Regions from separate parts of the Columba livia genome. Here region 1 is linked to region 2. A link is a contact called in public Hi-C data. All regions are on one chromosome and are shown on one strand. The core of a region is the stretch at or near the end of the contact, and the rest is flanking DNA. Distances in the headings are between cores, read along the strand shown.

Region 1 (5,203 bases), core at 2,448-4,947, 39 kb before region 2:
AAAAACAGGGAATAAACTACCCCCCTTCATCACTCCTTAGAGGAACTGCGCTAAAGCCTGGAGGGAGCTGGTATAAGAAGAGGTGCCCCATTCCCCATCCGACACCCCCTGGGATGCCGAGCAGGAGCCAGCCCTGGGTGTTGCTCAAGGAGCTGCTCATCCCCAGAGCGCTGAGTCAGCGCTTCCCAGCGGCTGGGCACTCCAACACCGCTATTTTAAAAGAACTAAAAGAGAAAAAGCAGCAGGATGGAGGCTTCATCTGAGATGTGACTCCAGCTGGAAAATCCTGGACAAGCTTTGCCCACCGGAGCTGGGTCGGGATGCCGGGAGCATCACCTGGGTGCCCACGGGTCCATCCCAGGACCGCAGCCCATCTGGCGTTTGGAAAACCCATTTTCCACCCTGTGTGAGAGCTGGATCTTTCCAATCCTGATGGCCAGTTGTTTGGGCTTTCAGCTCACGAATGTCACCAGCATTTATATTTTATAAGCGCAGAGAAGATACAAAATTTATAGCCTGCCTTTGGGCCTTCGAGCCATTATAAAGAGTATCTTTTCTCCACGCGCTCCAGCCGGCTCCAGCTTCCTGGGACCATGGAAATTCATGGCATCGGGCGGTGGCATTGTTATAAATATAGCACAAGAAATTTGCTTATCAGTTTGACGGGGGGAGGCGGTTAACAGCACTGGGAACTGCCCTTTGCAGAACCCCGGACGCCCCTTCTGTATTTCAGCACAGCCCTTCTTCCTCCCGAGGGCGACTTCTAAGCAGCAGCCTGATTTTTTTCTTCTTTAATCGTTACCTAATTTCTGCCTCATAGCCGAGGCTTTCCGAAGAGGAGGAAAACCACACGCCCCCAAAAGCACCGAGCTCCGGGGCCGCTGCCAACCGGCCCCCTGAAGGCACCGCTGCCTGCGGTGGCCTCATGTGACAGCCAGCGGTTCCTGCCGAGCGCGTCACCCGTTGTCACCCAGGCCGGCCCCAGCCTCGTGCCTGCGTCTGCTTCCGCCATCCCGGCTTCTCCCTGCGGGATGCTGAGGTGGGAGAAGGATGCAGCGATGCCGGTGTGGATGTGGAACCTAAAGGCAGCATCCCCTGCTTTCCCCGCCAGGAAAACATCGGCATGGCCCCTTCTCTCCTCAAGCAGAGGTGCTTCCCCAAAGGGGGTGCGTAGTAGCAGAAGTCAGCTTGAAAAAAATAAAGAATAATGAAAAGAAAGAGGCAGGGAGCCACCCAAGCAATTCAGCACAGCCAAGCGCCAGGTTGGGCTGTTTTCTGCCTTGCCAGGGGAAGGTTTCACTCCTCCTGGAAACTCCCCATCCTCAACGACAGGGTGGGTTGGGGGAAAGATGCTCCATTTCCATCTCAAACCCAATTAGCCAGAGGGTAACGGGGAGCAGATCCTGCCCAGTATCAGTTAGGACAACCCTGTTTTAAATAAAGTTTAGTTGTAGACAGTAGAAAAGCTTAATTCCCGTCAGAAAGAGGTGTGTGGGCACCATCCCCATCCACCTCTCTCTGCTCATCCATCTCACCCTCACCAAAGCATCTCAACGATCAACAACCTGAGTTTCTTTAAACTTCGACAAAAAACCAACCCCAAAACAGACAACATCCTCATTCTCTCCAAAAGATCTTATCGCCTGTTATTACATGTTACATCTATGATTACTCTAATCGAAAGAAAAACGTTCCTCCTTTATCTCATCAGCGAGCTGGCTGCGCTCACAACGGAGGGTTTTGCTGCTGGTCTCGCAACCCAGCCTCAACTGCGTGCCCCGCCATGGGAAAGGGGGATGGCTTCCTTTATTCTTCATTTTTTTTTTTCTTCTTTTAAAAAGAAAAAGAGAAGATGTTGCTGTTCAGACCACAGAAGGCACCTGGGGGATAGTCAGAGGCAGGTGGAGGCCTGCAGAGATGCTCCCGGCCTCCCCATCGCCAAGGGGTTTTCCTGGTCCACCTCTTTCCTACAAAAAAACCTCATCGAGGTGATTTTGCCCCCTTGTTACCCCACAAATTGCCCCAGCATCCCAGTCCCTGGTCCCGGAGGGTGTCAGGGTGTCCCCAGGGATGGGCACGTGGCGTGCAGGGGAGCGGCTGCTGGGGAAGCTGCCCCAGCGTAAGTCTGGGGCACACCAGGATGCAACTCAAAGCTTTTCTTGCAAATACCCACCCAAAATGGAAAAGATAGGGGGAAGCAGCAGTTGCAGGGCAAAGCACACCCCAAAACTCCCTGGGTTCACAGGGGATAAGCCCAAGGGGCTTATCCCAGCGCTGCTCCCCATCCTGAGGCTTTGCTTCACCACTACCCCTTTCTCCCAGGGATGCTCCTGAAACCTCCTGCATCCCTCTGCCGCACTGCCATGGACCGCCCCAGCCACTCTCCACCTTGCCATGATTGGGACGAGCTCCTGCGTGGGTCTGGTGGGAACAAACCCCACAGGAACGTGGGGGGCAAAATCCCCTGGTCCCGGGGGGAAGGCAGCCGTCCCCCTCCTCCTGCTCTCGCACCTTCAATTGTAATCTCTTTTTACTCTTTTTTTCCGCACAATGGCACAGCCCGTTTCACTCTCAATAAACCTACGACCAACAGCCACTGCTATAAATAACCCGTCACCGCCTTATTGACCAAAAAAAAAAAAAAAAGAAAAGACAAAATAAAACCCCATTGCTGCCAGCCCATTTTGACGCCCGAACTGAGCTCCCTCCTTCCACCCCAACCGCTCTCAAAAACCCCGCCAGCAGCTCCCGGTACCCAAACGGCCCCGGCCTTTGTATGGGATGGGGATGGAGAGGGAGGAAGAGGAGGCAGCCCCCTCTCCCGGGAGCCGGTCTGGGGGAGGCGACAGAGGCGACAGTCTCCTCGGGGGAAGGGGATGCTGCGGGGTCCCTCGCTCGCTCCATCCCCGGAGCTGGAAGGATGCAGCCCCCGCGGCGGAGGAATGATGGGGTCCCTAGGGACAGTGGCTGAGCGGGAGTAGAAGCGGCCCGTGATGGGGTCACCCAGCGGGTCAAGCGGCACGGAGGCGGCCGGCCTCCCCCGCATCCCTCCCGCAGCCCCCGGCCCGCCCCGCAGGCCCCATTGTCTGCGCTACGCCGCGCTCCCAGCCCCCGATCCGCATCCCCCCGCAAACACAGAGGGATACGGGCTGGGGGGGGGGGTGGGCGAGCACCTCCCGATGCCGTGTCCCCCCCCTCCCCGGGCAGCGGGGATCCCCGGTGCGGCGGGGGCCGGGGAACGGCACTCACCTCCCTCCGGGCAGGGGGCTCAGCCCGCCGCCGGCTGCTCCATGCGGCGCTGCCGGGGGCCTCCGCGCTCGGCTGGGCCGGCGGGGGGGCGCGGGGGGGCGGAAGGGGCGGAGGAAGCCGGAGCCGCCGGAGCAGCCGCCGCCGCCGCCCGGCGGGGCCGATCCCGGTGCGGCGGGGAACGGGTGCGGCGGGGCTCGGGGGCGTGGGGGTACGAGGGGAATAAAGGGGAGAGAGCGGGCGCGTCCGCCGCGCACCTCGGGCCGGACGAGGGGCGCGGGGTCCGCCCGGGCCTGCTGGAAGGAAGCGGCGCCCGGAATCGGAGCGCCCGGAGCAGCGCGCCTGCGCCGGCACGGCCCGGGTCGGTACGGAGCGGCGCGGGGCCGCCACCTGCCGGGGACCGCCGCACCGCCACCGCGACCCGAACTGGCTCCGGGACTGTGACCCGCACCGCCACCGGGACCCGAACCGGGAACTGCACCGCGACCCGAACCGGCACCGGGATCGGGACCCGCAGCGGGAATCGCACTGGGACCCACAGCGGCACACGGCCCCGCGCCTTCGCTTGGGTTCCTGCATGGGCCAGGGCGCCTGCTCGGTGGGTACTTGCGTGGGCACAAAGTAGTACTAATACTACGTAGTAATACAAAACCAACACCAAATAATAGTGACCCAACAATAAATAATAATAACCCATTAATAAATAATAATAAAACAATAATAAAATGCTTAAATATCAAAATAATATGACATGATATCATGATGTATGTGATATAATATCTAGATGCTCTTCAAGGTCCTTTCCAAGCCAAAGCATACCGTTCTATAATATAATCACTACAATGACGGTAATAGCAAAAATTATGATGATGCTAATAGTGGTGAGGGTGGGGGCTCCGGCTGTGGCAGCGGGGACAGGGAGCAGGGGTAGTCTTCGTTTGGGCACCTCCCCATGTCTCCTTCCCGGGCTTCACTGGCACCTTTGGGAGGCCATGGGGTGAGGGCAGCACCTCACTGCGGGCAGCTGCCTGGGCTCTGGCCTCCCTGAAAATGTGGTTTTGGTGTCAGGGGCTGTTCCAGCAAGTGAAGAGGATTGAAGGAGTGATGGGAGAGGGGAAATGGCATTTGGACATCATGGCACGTTTCCTTATCCCCCAAGGTGGTCAGGTGTCTGCTGCATCCCCAGCACATCCATCCCTGGGGAAGAGTGCAGGCTCACGAGTGCTGGGCCCAGGCAGCAGGTCCGGCGGGGACCAGAGACCCCCCGCTTTCTTCCACAGGCTGCTGAAACACCGAAGCGCGATGGTACCTCACAACATGGAGGTGCCTGTCACTTCCTGCCCTGGCGCTGCCGCAGCCATGTACGGCAAAGCAGGAAGCCCAGGCGCTCACCTCCCTTCACTTTTTGGCTACCTCTTGCTTCTCCCCATGCTTCAGCATCCCTCCCACTGAGGTATGGGTGACCAGAAACCAGCCCAGCCAGAGGGGACAGTGCCAGCAGCTCCAGTAGCCCAGGGAAGAATGCCATTGCGTGGGAAGAGATTGTGGCTGACTTCCCTGCATTGAGTAAGATACTCCCAAGGGTTGGGGTGGGGGCAGGAACCTTTCCCACCTGCCTTCGCCCCTCTCCTGCTAGATAAGGGGCTTTGGGGGCTCAGGAAACAAGCCTGAGTCCTAGGATGGGAAGGGAGGATGCTCTCCCTGGAATGAGGGGACCAAGAAGACTTGATGGAGAAGTCTGTGAGGGGGACTGCAGGGAACAGGGAAGGTGAGGGGACACAGAGAAGGAGATTCCAGTGGCTCAGGGGGTGGATTGCAAAGCCCGTCTTATATTTGGGGAGCATGTCCTTGCTCCTGCAACGCGTGGGAAAGAGCCTGGGACCCACTGCTGGAGTCAGGCACCCCAGGACCTTCATAGCCCCAAGCTTCCCCTGGGGACTCGCAGGTTTATTCAGCA
Region 2 (5,364 bases), core at 2,715-5,214:
CTCTGGCTGAAAGAATAATTATTCTGTCTGCCATAATAGCACAAACAAAGTGATGCTGGTGATTGACAGTGAGCTAAAATGTAGCTCTTGTCACTGTGGGAGAGGAAGAGGTCTGTGAATCCTTGCATGCTCTCTTATGTGATGTTTCCATGGAGCTAGGAAATAACCAGGATTGTGCAGTAGTAAAAACCAGTGAACTGTTGATGCTGATTCTCCAGAAGACTAACCTACAGGGCTGCTAGTCTGTGTTGTTATTGCTGACTAACATAGGTTGATCTGTGTAGGATGTAGGCAAAGCTTGATAAACATTTCAGTCCACCGGGATGCTTTCCTGAGAGCTAATTTCATGGAGCCAGTCCGTCATGTAGGTGTAGTAGCGTGTGTTTTAGAAGCCAGCAGGGAATGAAGGTAGGGATCTGTTCCAAACAAAACCCAAAACTTGAAGCTAATAGAGTTTGCCAGGTCTTTGATCACGACTGAGCTGAGTCCATCCCTGGGGCTCCATGTATGAATCTCTCCCAAATATTTAGTTAGTCTTTACTCTTTTGGGCTGGCTGCTGTTGATGTGGGTCTCTGCTGTTACTTGATGCTTGAAAGGGCAAGTGTAGCTTTAATCCAAATCTGCTTCTCTGGAAAGGCCTTTTCTTTTCCTAAGGTGTAAGCTGTCTTTCTCTGCTTGCAGAGCTGTCTAGCTAGAAAATGGGATGTTGGCACGGGTCTCTCTCTGTTTCTTCTGTTGTCTGTCATCATTGCAACGATATGTGTTTGAACAGCATGGTGGTTTGGGATCAGATCTTGCAGTAGTAGCTGCAAAGCCAACGTTGTGCGGTTATGTTGAGCTCAGAGGAGTTTGCAGTAGGATGGAATATCTCAGTTTGTCATCAGTGACTCTGTAGTATAATCACAAGCACACTAGGCTCTCCAACTTGTTCTGTTTTTTTTTTAGTTCAGCTCTCCTTTCCTCTTCACTTTGTTTCTGCCAAGAAAGTGTCTTTATTAGGACACCAAGATGAATAAAGAGGAGAGCTGTATGCCACGTAGGTAAGGGATGTACTTCTTTCCCCGAGAGACTAGTAAGGCTTTGTCCAAAGCAGGTTCTCTTCTCATTAATGCTGTTAGTGTAGAAAATATGCTGTTTCCATCCCAGTGTCTCTTCTGGAAAATAAGTGGGATTTTTCAAATTCAGCTGGTGTAGAAATTTGAAATAGCCATTTGTTAAGTGAAAGCAGGACTAAGTGTCAACATTTCTCGGTGTTTCCCCTAGCCAGACTTCAAGCCTGTCCTTCAAGAAACCTTTTTTTCCCCCCCACGGTAAGGAGATAGCAAAAGAAAATTTGCACTTAGAAGTAAATCAATGTAGCAAGCAGAGCTTGGGTGCCATGGTCGGACTACAAAACTAAGGCGGAGTCTGTTCTGTGAGGATGATGCTGACATTATGGCTCTTTTTTTGGTGTGCTATGTCCTTGACTGACTTCTCTGCTCTCTAGCTTTTAGCTCTTCAGTCTATGGATGGCTGCCTTACAGCGATTGTGTATATTGAATGTGTGAAGTGTTTCTGGGATCTCTGAGTTGAGTGCAGATTAAGTTCACTGTATCCAACCGCAGCAGAAAACAAAGTGGTCATGGGGGAAAAGTCTCTTTGTCCCTTGGACAGTTTTTTGCTCAGCCAGAGTGAATTGTGCACTAATGCTGGGAGAGGCTGACATGCCAACATCAGCCAGATCTCCCACAGAATTTGTCGTAATTAAAAATAACGATGATTAAAGAAAAAGGCAAACCAAGCCCTTAAGGTTGTGGAGAAAATAATTGAAGTTTGTGGGACAAGTAATTGTGTTACACCCGCTTCATGTAGCTGAATCTTAGACCACGAGCTGTGTGGCTCTGCAACCTGGAGTGAAAGGAGAAAGTGGATGGCTTTACGTACAGCTATCAGGAAATCCTAAGTCTAGTTCCACCTCCTCCATTCCTGCAGCTTCCATGTGTTTATTTTAGCAGCTAGAGAGGAATAGTACATTGTAAAAAAACCCAAAACCCTAAAATAGTAAAGATGGGGCTTACACACTTGATCTAGTCTAAGAGCAACCCACTCTTTTTTTCCCCTGCAACTGAAAGCACAGAAGGCATTCACACTTCTGATAGCAATGTTGCTCTGGGGAAAAAACTCTTGATTCTGTTAACTTCTGCAGAGTTAGCTCAGTCCTTCAGCAGGCAAAGAACGTTTTAATCCACCCAGTATACGTGTAACATTGCACAGTGAAGCTCAAGGAGATAACTTGGTCGCAGTCACAGTGCCCAGGACAGAGTGTGCCTCATAAACAGAATACTTCGTGTCTAATCAGGCTTCAGCAATACTCTGCGTGTCACGAAACTGTTTAGTCTGGATCTGCCTTTTTCTTTTCCAGGCAGCTGTAAAATACATTTATTTAATATTAAAAGGCCTGAGCTAATTTATTTTATTACCTTCATTACCAAACAATAAAGATGCACTGTCCAACCCAAACATAATTAAAGTTGGCAGGAGTTCAGGTTTGTTGCAGTAGTGTTATTGTTTGTGGGTTTACACTTTCTGCCAGAGTTTATTTAACTCCCTCGACCTGGTTTTGATAAGCCAGTCTGACTGGTTGGACCTTGCGTGAGTGCGAAGAAGGGAAGTTCACTTGGCATTTAAGCCTGCTCTTGAGAGGGAGCAATTAGGACAAAGTGTAGCACTGGCATGCAAAATGCAAGTTCATCTCATGCCTCCCAGTAACCCGCTTTGCATTAACTCACTGGGCACTGGATTGCATCTAGGTGATGGTAAATGCGGGCTTGCAAAAGCTCTTGGTCTGGGGGACGTGGTTGTAAATGGTTACAGAGAAGCCACTGGTGACGGTTGTGCAAAATTGGACAGGTATGAATATAGACTTGGGAGTTTGTGCAAAATTTAAGCTGGGAATTTGTGGCCCTGCAGTTTGGAAGGAGCAAACCCACAGTTTGGGAGCCCCCTGGTTCAGGTTAGTGGAAGCTGCGTGCTGTCAAACTGTTTGCAGAGATCCTGACCTCAGGTCACTCATTCCACGTCCTCCCTCAAGCTTGAAAAAGCACGACCTGATGAAGTTACAAAAATATGAATGGGCAAGGGGCAGAGCCGAGCCTTGCGTGACTCCAGAGGCTGAGAGGGTGTGTGAACGCAGGGCAGGTGCGTGACTAGTGGGGCGGGTTTAGGATTATTAGTGACTTATGATTCCAAATGTTCATCGGCTGCTATCAGGAGGCAGAAAGGACTTTGATAATGTGCATGCTCGCATGTGTGCTGCATGTAATGAAAGACTGTTAGCGGCGAGAGCTTAATTGGCAGTTAGCATGCAAGGTCAAGTGTGTGAACACGTTTGGGCCCTCTGTATCAGCAAAGCACTAGCCGGTGAGTTCAGAAATAAAGGCTAGAAGGATTCAGCAGGATCTGCTCTCCACAACTTTTTACTGTTACCGTGCAGGAATACCTCCAGTTTGACTCTGAAAACCTCAAGATGTGCAAAACCTGCCGTTTCCGCTGTAACTTGACTTAGCGGTTTGTGAGCGGGGCACCCTGGGGAAATACGGCAGCACAAATAATTCCTCACAATCAAAATACACGCTGCTTTGCTCATTTGAATGTGGCACTTGCTCGTTGCACCTAGTTCTTGCTCTGGTTTTTGCCTGCAGAAGAGCCCGAGCCTGCGAGGTTTCCTCTCCGAGCGGATATGTATGCTGCAGCTGTTCCCCTTTGAGCTCGTATTGCTGCAGAGCGTTTTTGCTGGGCCGTGTCACGTTCCCACGACTCTTTCCCATTAGCGCGGGCGATCCCAGTCCTGCCGTGCTGCTGGGCGCTGGGCTGCCCTCAGCACCCTGCTGGCCGCCGTCACCCCGAGCTCAGCGGCAGAGCAGCTGATGGCAGTGTGAAGGTGTCACCTCCCTGTCTTGCAGAGCAGGAGCTAAGTGTATTTCCCAGTAAATTCCCAGGGCCTTGTACAGCTGGACTCTGCTGGGATTGCTGGTTTAGCTGGGAGCGGTGCTTGTGAACGATGGGGGAGGATGTTTCAAGAGAAGAAGGGACATGGATATCAGAATTATTTTGGAAAAAAGCTGGGATGAAGAGGCTGATTTCTGTGGCTGAAGATATTCAGGGATATGCGGCTGGCTGCTGCAGCAGTTTTCTCCCCTCTCACTGATGTTTTGTACTTCTTTCTCCATATACCATGAGAAATTCTTTTCAGTTTTCTTGTCCTCCACAACTCAACACACTGTCAAAAAATTGCTGGAGCTCACTTCAGACTAGGCTGCATTTTGGTGGCAAGAAATCCCCTGTATTTATTTGTAGGAGAGTTGACGTGTGTTACTGCAGGGTTTATTTCTGTGAAGTCAGTGCCAGCCTGGCCTGCTTGGAGAATGAACATATAACGAATTGGCCAGAATGGTTTATTCAGGTTTGTGCTTCTCTTACCTGCTGATTCCAGGCAGCTTTGCTGTAGAAGCGAGCAGGAAGGCTCGTATTGCTGCCTACTGCAGGCACTGGTCTCAGCGCTTAACAAAACCTCTCTTGTTTGTTTTCTCTTGATCCACATGCTGGAGCATTTCCTGGCTCGCAGACCAGGCTGTCAAAAATGTCTGGGAAGTATTTTTTTGCTGACTTTATTCTTTCAGCTGCAATATTCCCCTGCTGCTTCAGTGTATCGTGGTGCAGCTTTTGTGCCTGCAGCCAGCCCTTCAGCTCGGGTGGTAGGGACACCTACCCTGTAAATGTGGGATGTCTTGTTTTGCTGTGATATGTGGATTAGGGGCTGGAAGGTTGGGACAGGTGTCCAATGTCAGGAAGCATAATGCATCCAGGCTTTTTTTTTGTGGGAGTATCTGGTTCACAGCTTCTCTTCTGACTTTCACAGAGATTAAGAACACTCATATAGGTGTGGGTTAAAGTACTGGTGGCCTGGAGACCATTAAGGAAGATCTTAATATTAATTCTGTAAGTCAAAGAAGTCTTCTCAGTCCACATGTTGCTAAAATTGCCAGCTGGCTGCTGAATTTTTGTGGAAATGTCCATTATTTCAAGCCCAGCAGTTGTGTTTAGCTGTCACTGCTTCACTCAGAGTGATCTGGCTGGATTCATTTGAGGGCCTCAGAAGGAACCTGAATTACTGGGTTAAGCAGACCCTTGGTAACAGCTAACCGGCCTTTTCACCGTCATTGTTTCTAAGTGCTATCATATAAAACTTTACCAGTCCATGGCATTCTGAAAAAATCTCTGATGAGAGCCTCTCTTTCAACCCTAGACTCCGGGCTGGTTGTTCCAAGCGTCTCTTACGAGCTTCACAAGAAGCTGCTCTCGGTTGCTGAGAAGCACGGGCTGAC

The links. A called contact is a pair of places that touch in the nucleus more often than the background predicts.
Region 1: a contact with region 2 is called in a Hi-C map of crop, with 3 times the contacts expected there. The contact joins the promoter of CSK here to the enhancer-like site in region 2. A contact is called at or near these places in 2 of 2 Hi-C or Micro-C datasets (crop and liver).

What each region holds. Positions count from the first base shown.
Region 1 is chr11:19,363,457-19,368,659 of bColLiv1.pat.W.v2, reverse strand. It overlaps CSK (C-terminal Src kinase), which reads right to left and starts at 3,697. Exons shown (of 13, transcript XM_065077051.1): 1 at 3,250-3,697.
Region 2 is chr11:19,324,366-19,329,729 of bColLiv1.pat.W.v2, reverse strand. EDC3 (enhancer of mRNA decapping 3) reads left to right here. Exons shown (of 7, transcript XM_021283356.2): 5 at 5,286-5,364. Among named protein-coding and RNA genes, the nearest start is that of EDC3, 17 kb to the left of the region's middle. Within about 2 kb of position 3,964, at least 1 of the 3 cell types and tissues checked has an H3K27ac peak away from gene starts, as active enhancers do.